Linked DNA regions of Gasterosteus aculeatus: region 2 is linked to region 1. The links are chromatin contacts, called in public Hi-C maps. All regions are on one chromosome and are shown on one strand. The core of a region is the stretch at or near the end of the contact, and the rest is flanking DNA. Distances in the headings are between cores, read along the strand shown.

Evidence for each region. Hi-C and Micro-C count contacts between places; a contact is called where the count stands out from the background.
Region 2: a Hi-C map of skeletal muscle shows a contact between it and region 1, with 1.9 times the contacts expected there. The contact joins two enhancer-like sites. A contact is called at or near these places in 3 of 6 Hi-C or Micro-C datasets (skeletal muscle, tail fin and whole body).

What each region holds. Positions count from the first base shown.
Region 1 is chr17:13,962,849-13,967,454 of fGasAcu3.hap1.1, forward strand. No RefSeq gene overlaps it. Among protein-coding and RNA genes, the nearest start is that of LOC120835432, 9.5 kb to the right of the region's middle. Within about 2 kb of position 2,478, at least 3 of the 9 cell types and tissues checked have open chromatin away from gene starts, as enhancers often do.
Region 2 is chr17:13,999,746-14,004,351 of fGasAcu3.hap1.1, forward strand. No RefSeq gene overlaps it. Among protein-coding and RNA genes, the nearest start is that of LOC120835728, 11 kb to the right of the region's middle. Within about 2 kb of position 2,691, at least 1 of the 9 cell types and tissues checked has open chromatin away from gene starts, as enhancers often do.

The sequences.
Region 1 (4,606 bases), core at 1,228-3,727:
ATATATACACACATGGTTACCATGGAATGCGACTGTACATTTAACTTCATAGAAACAACAAATGCTATAAAAGACATGGCTACAATCTGTGTCAACGGAATCTGTTTACGGTTGATGTAAATAGAAATCTATATGATAAATAAAAAAATGCATAGTTGGACATGAGTCGTAGTCCTCACAGGGTTGTGTCTTATTTGTGAGTGATTGACTTAAACCTTTGAATATCTTCTGGGAGTGTGTTTGTTTGCCTCGTAAAGGAATCTGCTGAGACAGCTTTTGCTACAAGGACGTATCGTGTTTTACAATATGGGTAGATGAGATCAAATGTTCTGATTGGTTGAAAGTGAGTCACGAGGGCTATATTATTGAGCGATAATGAACAGTTGCTGTTGACCCGAGCGTTCCACATCACTGCACACTCAAAGTAACAGGTTAGCTTTTGCGCTACATTTTAGCTTTTAGCTCGGCGGTGATTGCCGAAAACCCCCAAAAATCCCACAAATGATCGGTTTTGCGCAATGCGAGCTTTCGCAACCGGACAATTAGGGTGGACGTCATGACCGATGTGAATGAATGAGATGGTGCGGGACCCAATGCTGTTTACGTGCATGTACGGGGACTATTTTTTCTCTAGACTACTGAAATGTGCTACACAAGGTTTGGTGGGTAATACTATTTTTTGCTGAGAGGCAGCTATTTACTTACTAATTATAATTTCGCTGGTAACCGTATCACAAAAGGAATAAGATACTTGAGGCAGTAATTTATCTTCAATAATGTAACTGCTTCGCGTCGGCCCTAAAGCTTTTGCATGTCACTTGCATGCCTTTTCACCCCTCCTTGCGTGCGTCGACCCATTTTTTGCGTCAAAAGCTAGGCAAGCCTCTCGCAGCCCGCAAGGCTGTGATTGGTCCGCTAACTACTTCCTTTCAGTCTCACATTTCCGGTTTCATAGCACAATGCCGCCATTAGTAAAACGAAGATTTTTTGCGAGAGAAAAAATCAGATTGAAGAATTTTTGTCAATGAAAGACAATGAAAAGCAGCAGTGGCGATGCAGGGGGCAAAAAAAGTCTGTGATAAATAAATAAATAAACGACTTCCATGACACTCTCTAGGTCATCTTCGGCAAAAAATATTACTCTACCTATTGTTCTGGCCAGTGCTGTAGTGGTAAAATTAGAGGTGGGTAAACTCTGAATTTTGTGATCATACAGACCTCGACGCGATGCGAAGCAACGCAACACAAAGCATCGCGACTCTGTAAGGCTGTCCTGGCTATATTGCATTATGTTATCAGTAAAAGTCATATACAATCAATGACAATGAATAAATGGGTTAGTAGTTTGTAGTTTATTAAATTTAAGAAAACAGTAAAGAAAAGTATGTCAACACAACACAACAAGACAATTGCATATTAAGAACTATCTACATACGGAGTCTACTTTTTACAGTAGTGCCCTGAGGGCCTCCTTGTCCTCCACGTCAGGTCCTGCCTTGCACAGAGGAGCCATGAACCCCAGAACGCGTGTTCTCCTCTGTGCTTCTCCTCTCTCTATTGGACCTGGTGTTTCTCCTCTCCATGTGCTCTCTGCATCATTGCCTGTCCTATCACTGCCTGAAAAAATATGTTGGATTTTAAGAGTTAACCTGTTATGCAGCCTGTCAATTAAACTGACAACATATGTTAAAGGAACACTCATGTACTACCTATGTCATCATAAATAGCCTATACAGCATGTTTTTTTCACATTGAGAACTGACTTGTTTTCTAATCTACACGTCATCAGGCGTTTTTCTTGTGCACGACCAGCGAACACAGAGCGCGCGACTACTACACCCCCCCCGTCGGTCGTTCCGCCCGCAACGACTACTACCACCCCCCCCGTCGGACCTTCTCGACCGGTCCGCGAAATATTGTCTGACATGAAACCGGTCCGTGAGGTAAGAAAGGTTGGGGACCACTGGGCTGATCCACAACGTGTGTTTACACCTCCTGGATCCTGATTGGTGTCGCTGCTGCAGCCGCAAGGCACTGATTGGATGCTCACAGACCGTAATACAGCGCAGATGGAAATGATTCAGACTACAGCGTTTATATGTTCAACAATAGGAAACGTAGTCTTAGCTGTTTTAAAATTACACCAAGTTTATTTCGGATTATTCCAACGGAAGAATACAAGGCGCAGGGAACTTTGAGGTGCGTAAACGCTATTTATAGGTGCGTAAACGCTATTTCCAAAATTCTAGAGGTGCGTAAACGGCGTTTACGTGCGTTTACCCTCCACTACAGCCCTGGTTCTGGCGATGAATTGCCTTGCAACACGCACAAGCCTTTTTGAACCATGAATTGAAACGAGTGCATCGACACGACTGTGCGTAATGACGCAGACGCAGAGGCATTCGCCAGCCTTAACCACGCCCCCGAACTGTTCCATTATTGGATGATAATGTACAGCCTCTCGTACCTTATTGCTTTAGTAGCACACACCCATATGCTGCTGCAGTCTGTTGGTTACAGTAGAAACAAACAAATAGCTGGATTCAGAATCTTTTTTTTCATTCATTCATTCATAAAATGCATTGATTGATTAAACACATTTCAATTCATTGCTAGTTGTCCATAATGCCTCGAGGAGATGCACCTTCAGCCTTCCCGTCTCTGCTGTCCAGCTGAAATAACGTGCACTGTTCTTGTTGCAGCAGGCTGAAATGTCAACGCTGAAGGACACTGTGTTGAAGAAAACTTTTCCAAATCTGGACTTATAAAAAAAAAAAAACTTTTAGAAGGAGAAAGTACAGAAGAAAGAAAAGGCTCTAATAAATATATATAGCATATGTACACATACATCCATAGCATTACCAGATCAATTAATGTTAGATATGGGTTGTACAAGACATTGAAAGTACCTTGGCTGCAGCACTGTGGCTGATAGATGAGCATCACATTCCTCAGTCTAAACCAGAGTGAATGGCTTCAAACAGGTTGCACTTTTACCTGTAATCTATTCAATACATCACTGTAAAGTATGCTAGAGTACAAAGTACACACCCAATGACTAAAGAACATAAAGGAAGTGGTTTTCTTACCTCTGCACCCAACTGCTTGTAGGCAAATTAAAGACTGTTAAGCCCTCAATAGAGGTAATCTTTGTTGAAACATTTTTTATTAATCTGCAAATTATCCACAAACTGCTCTTTTATTTATTCAGTATTATCATTAATTGTATATTTTCTATTCTTTATGGAGATTTATTTTAATAGTGCTGAGTATTTCCATTGTCTCAGCAGTCTAACATCTGAATTCAAGGACCTGGCCCACAACACATTAACACAATTTGCGTAAACAACGGGTGAGTTGTCAGTGCGGCAGTCTATGAGCTCAAAAGATCACAACCTTTGTCTCAATGAGACAGGTTGTCTGTTCAGATTTGCTTGTACCTAAACCATTAAAGAAAAGATGGTACGATGTTTTATGACTTTGTCATGTAAACTGTCAGATTTAATTGTCTCAATACACTAAAATGACACCCGCGGTAACATGTTTTATCATCTTGTCAATTCGTTTCTTGCAGGATTTGTCTGTACACGTCTTGATATCCACAGTAGAAAACTGACAAGTGTTTTAAACCATGAAGAAAAGATGTTATATTCTCAGGTAACAGATCCGGAATTCCTCTTAAGCATTTTCAGTTAGATGCCTGCTTGAGGTGTGTCTCTTTTCTTGTGTAACTTATTCTTGTGACCTTCATTTGTTTGGTTTATGCAAATTATGTTCAGTTAGTCACACACACTATGTTCAGTTAGTCATATATATATATATATATATATATATATATATATATATATATATATATAGTAGAAAACTGCATGGCAGTATTTAAGGTGTTTGGGTTTTTCCTGTTTTATCTTGTATTCTTTCTGCCACTCGTGTTCCTGGTTTAACTTCACTTCCCATCGTTTCATGTCCAATCACCTTCACCTCCCCAGTGTCCCTCGTCACTTCTGCGGTTACTCCTTCTTGATTCTTGACTTAGGGATTGCTCTGTCAAGTTTTAAATTGAAGTAGGACCCCAACGCATGACCAGGGATCAAAAGGGAAGAAGTGAAGTTAATCCAGGAACACGAGGGGCAGGAAGAAGAAAGAAAAACAAAACAAGAAAAACCAAGCCATCTTGACAAGTGTAGTGAATGTCAGGGTATTCTCGTGGATGCAGGGATGATGACGCTGATTAAAGATTAGCAGCAACAATGGATGTGCAGATGCTTACACAACAAAGAAGAAGCAGCTGCAGCAGCAGCAGAGGAAGAAGAGCTGGGCATTTTCAAAAGCTTGAATAGACTGCCAGGTTATAGCGGTGCATTGTAAAATGTCACACATTAATGCAGCAATCCGTCTTAAGCTACCTGCCTAAGTTTAAGGGCTCACATACTCTGTGTAAAAAAACACTACTAAAGATGCACTAGCAATGGGTGTTTTAAACAATGAGAAAAAAGCTTGATTGACAGGTCTGAATTCCTCTGCAGGCTTGGGGTTGAGGCTGTTGATGGATCACAATGTGTTGAAAGGAAAAACATTTAACATTCTGGATGCCTGGTTGAGGTGT
Region 2 (4,606 bases), core at 1,441-3,940, 37 kb after region 1:
TTGCGGGTGGACCGACTGGGGGTGTTATGGTCAGCTGCTGTTTTCTCCCCATCCTGTTTGTTTGTACCTTCCTTTACCCCGGTGTGTCTGTCTGTGCTGTTTGTGCTGTTTGTCTCCACCTACAAGAGGGGTGGCCAGTCATCCTGAACCGTAACCACACAGCTAATCTCCGTTCCACGATTCACCCCTCCAGTATTTAAACCCGGCTGTCTGCTTCTCCAGCGCCAGATCATTATACACCCCTGCGTGGTAACTTGACTTTGCATCCTGGCTCCCCAAGACTTTGAGTATTCATACTGTTCTTGTGTCTAACCCTGATTCCTTTGTCCAGATTCTGCTATCCCTGCTCTGACGTGCCGTGCCACCTGCCTCCGTCCCTCTGGCATCCTCACCCGGCTGTCGCCTTCCATTGAAATCCCCAGTCATTAAAATCCCTTCTACAGATTATCAGTCCTGTGTGATCTCTGTGTGTTGGGTCAAATCTCCCTCCTAACAGGGGGGACGGGGTAGTCTAGTAGTTTCTGTCCTGGTGGGCGAAACTATGCAGTGAACTGTAAACGTGATGAGGGGAAGATATATAAAGTCCCATTCACCTGTGTTTCTGAACCACGTTTTGGATGAAGAAGCACTGAAATTGAGACGTGCTTTCAGACGTTTCAGAACAGATTGCACCCTTAAGCTTTTGCCGACGAGTACCTGCATAAGAGGTATAGATTTACTGGAGATGGAATCCGTTATTTGTGGGGACTGCTGTGTCCCAAAATTCAGCACCGGACAGTCGAAACCATGCTCTCACCATCCCACAGATGGTCTGTATGGCACTGTCACGGTGTGGTTCACTTCATGTTATATTTTGTAGTTTTCTGCCACTCGTGTCCCCGGGTAACTTCACTTCCTGCTTTGTCATGTCATCCCCTGTGATCGTCTAATAGTTTCCACCTGTGTCCAATCACCTGCACCTCCCTAGTGTATTTAAGCCATGTGTGTCTGTTGTCACTTGTCGCGTCATTGTCTTTCGCCACGCATGTCCTTGTCTCTCGTCGTTCGCAGTTCCTGTCTCCCGTTTTGCCCCTTGGCCTTTTGCTTTAACCTTTTTGACAATTAAAGTCCCTTTTGTTTTTGAACTCTGCGTCTGAGTCCTACCTCCCCCGCAATCCCTGACAGGCACTGCGCTTTATTGCAAACGGCATGTTTTTATATGCTGAACTTGTAAATAAAGGCAGTATTTTCTGTACTGTCAGAAGTGTGTGTTTGGCACTGAAGTCCTTGGCATACATCTTTATTACCTTCCCTGGCCACAGAAGAATGTGTTGCATCAAAGAGGATTTTCAGATATGCCTGTATAAATGGGTGATTTTGTTTTGATGTGCAGTACTGGAAAATGTATGAGAGGGCAGTTTCTGAAGGTGGAACAGTCAGTAGCTGTCCCACCTTGAATCCCTTCCATCACAGGCCTTCCTTGGTTTAAAACAAGGGGTGAAGCCTGCATGGTGCACACCCCTTGCTAGACAGATGAGCCTTCTTCTTAATTGCTAAAATCAGTTTAGATAAATTATGTGAGCAGGCATCTTGTAGGTAATTTCTACATACCATTTGCAAACTGTTAGGGCATTTACCAGCCTGCAAAATGTTTTTATATTTTATTTTATCTCTATCTGTTGCCAGGATCTTTTTTGTCCAGTCTTTACAGTTTGTTCTGTATGCATAATAATTGTAGAAAGACATTTAGAATTAGACAAAGCTAACTTCTCTTCTGATAAAGTCCTAAAATTACATTCACTTGAATAAGTTAGTATTTATAAACTTGGACCTACACAAGAACGGGCGAGTCCGGACTTAGAAGCATATTAAGAAAGGGCATAAGATTGAGGCTTTTCGCTGTTACATTACATTACATGTCATTTAGCAGACGCTTTTATCCAAAGAGACTTACATTACACTTTAAACCCATGGCTTTTTCACATTTTTGCCCGGGGAGCAATTAGGGGTTAGGTGTCTTGCTCAGGGACACCTCGACATGGAACATGGGGCAGCCTGGAATCGAAACACCAACTTTGTGCTTCCCAGCACACCTTCTCTAACCCCCTGCGCCACGACGACCCTGTTCAAAATCTTCTCTCTTTGCCTCCGCCTTCCAGTGTAACTGAGATGCCTTCCGTATGCTAGTGAGATGCTCTTACATTCAGGAGCGAGATGCTCTTACGCGTACTCACATCTCACTAGTAAATGTAAGAGCATCTCAGTAGTGTGCCAGTATTGAGAGCATTTTAATAGCGAACGTGTAATATTCGTGTGCGTGTACTGACATTTAATTGTCTAAGTACGACACATACCAGTGAGTTTCTTTTAGTCAGCGCTGTATGCGTCCATCTTTATTAGTGCATATTTACTTCTGCGCATAAAGGCGCACCTTGATGATCTCATCACAACATGACAGACATTTGAACCGGAAGTATCCAAGATACTACATCCCCCTTTCTTTGAAACAAGAGATGGCTATAGCTGCCAAACGGGTTAGGAACATTGCTCACCTAAACATTTAAGAATTGCATATAGGTTTCTATGTGCCAAATCTACATGAACATTGTATTACTGAAGAAAAATATGAAGACAATCATCAGTTATCAAGTATTAACAGTTTGATGCTAAACGGCACTTCAAGTATTTCAAACGTAAACATTTTTTTTTTAATTTCTCATGAACATATCCTTCAGTTCTTCTCCTGTTGGGTATCACAGGTCCAATATGTCTCCAGGCTTCACTATACGGCCTGATCTAGTGGTAGTGCAGTCTAGTGGTTGTTGTGAACCTGTGTGACCTGCAGGGTCCTGCTGTGCTGCTTGATGCTCTGTTTCTTCAGACTCCATCTGGTGGTTGTTTGTTGGAAGTACCTGGTCTGCGACACTTTCACACGTCTGCAGGAGGTGACGCCGATTACGCCTGAGCATGTGACCTCCATCAGTGTGAATGTTGTAGGACCTCCGGGTACCTGCGGGCTTGATGACTTGGGCAGGTTCCTATGTCCCTGTGGGAAGCTGAAACGGACCGTGGCTCCTTCTGGTAGTGCCGGAAGTGTCCTAGCATTCCTGTCGTAGTATTGTTTCTGTCTCTGTTGACACAGTTGCCTTCTGCTGAGAACTGCGCTGCGGCTGACAAGTTCAGGTTGCAGTTGTTTTCCTGCTCATTAGCAGCTGTGCTGGTGACTTCAGTCCATCAACTGGTGTGTTCCTGTATTCAAGTAAGCTGAGCTACGGATCTGTCTGCTGTGCGTGTGCTTTGTCCATGAGGGCTTTGACGGTCTGAACAGTCTTTTCAGCCAAACCGTTACTCAGTCCCAAGCGGGAGCAAAACCTCTGAACTCTTGTGAAATGTAACAAGGTCCGTTGTCACTGATTACTGTCTGGGGTATTCCAAATCTGGCGAACATGGATTTCAGCTTTTTGATGACAGTTGCGGATGTGAGGCTGCTGATTTTTTCTACCTCAAAGTACCTGCTATAGTAGTCTACGACAACTATGTAGTCACTACTGTGCCAGGTGAACAAATTTGTGGCTACTGTTTGCCAGGGTCGTTCCGGGATAGGATGCGAGAGCATTGGTTCCTTTGTGTTGGAGCTGCGTCGCTCGAGGCAGATGCTGCAAGATCCTACTAGTGCCTCTATCTGTTTGCACATCCCGGGCCAGAACAGTAAGTCTCTTGCTTGCTGCTTACACTTTTCCATCCCCAAGTGTCCTGTGTGTATACGTGAGAACATTTCAGCTCTGAGTGAGTGTGGTACAATGATCTTCTCACCTTTGAGGAGGATTCCGTTGTCTCTGATATCTCGTCCAGATGGTTCCAATACTCAGAGACGGCAAGCGGACACCTTCTGTTTGACTCAGGCCATCCTGCTCGGATAACTTGTCTCAACATTGACAGTTGCTCATCTTGTGCTGTGGCAGCTTTGATTTCTGCCATTTTCCGATCATTCACTGGTGCACTGCTGATCACTGTGCGGATTTGTAAATCCATGCCTTCACTCAAAGAGTTGTCAAGACACTCTATTGGCTTTCTGGACAGCGTGTCTGTGACAGGGATTTGCTTTCCAGGCTTCCAGGTGATGTCGTACCTTTGTAGTTGCAGTATCATGCGTTCTAAGCGCGGCGGTGCGGCTGCGAAGCGTTTCCGCATGATTGACTCCAGCGGTTTGTGGTCTGACTCGACGATCACCTGTCGTCCGTACAGATACTGATGAAAACGTCTGCATCCAAAGAGCACTGCGTAGAGCTCCTTCTCAATCTGAGCATAATTTTCCTCTGTCTCATTTAGTGTCTTTAATGCGAGTGCGACTAGTTTCTCTCCCTGAAGCAAAACTGCTCCTAAGCCACATTTTGATGCATCGACCTGTAGTCTCACCTCTTTGGCGTGGTCGAAATACGTGAGCACCGGGCCAGGCTCTTGTGTTATCAGGTCTTTTATCTGGTGGAATGCAGCATCCTGATTTGAGTCCCACATGAATTCACTGTTTTCTTTTAGCAGTTGTCTGAGCGGGGCAATTGTCTCTGAAAGTCTGGGTGCGAACTTGGAAAGGTTGGTGACCATGCCCAGTCTGGTTTCCAGCTCTGCT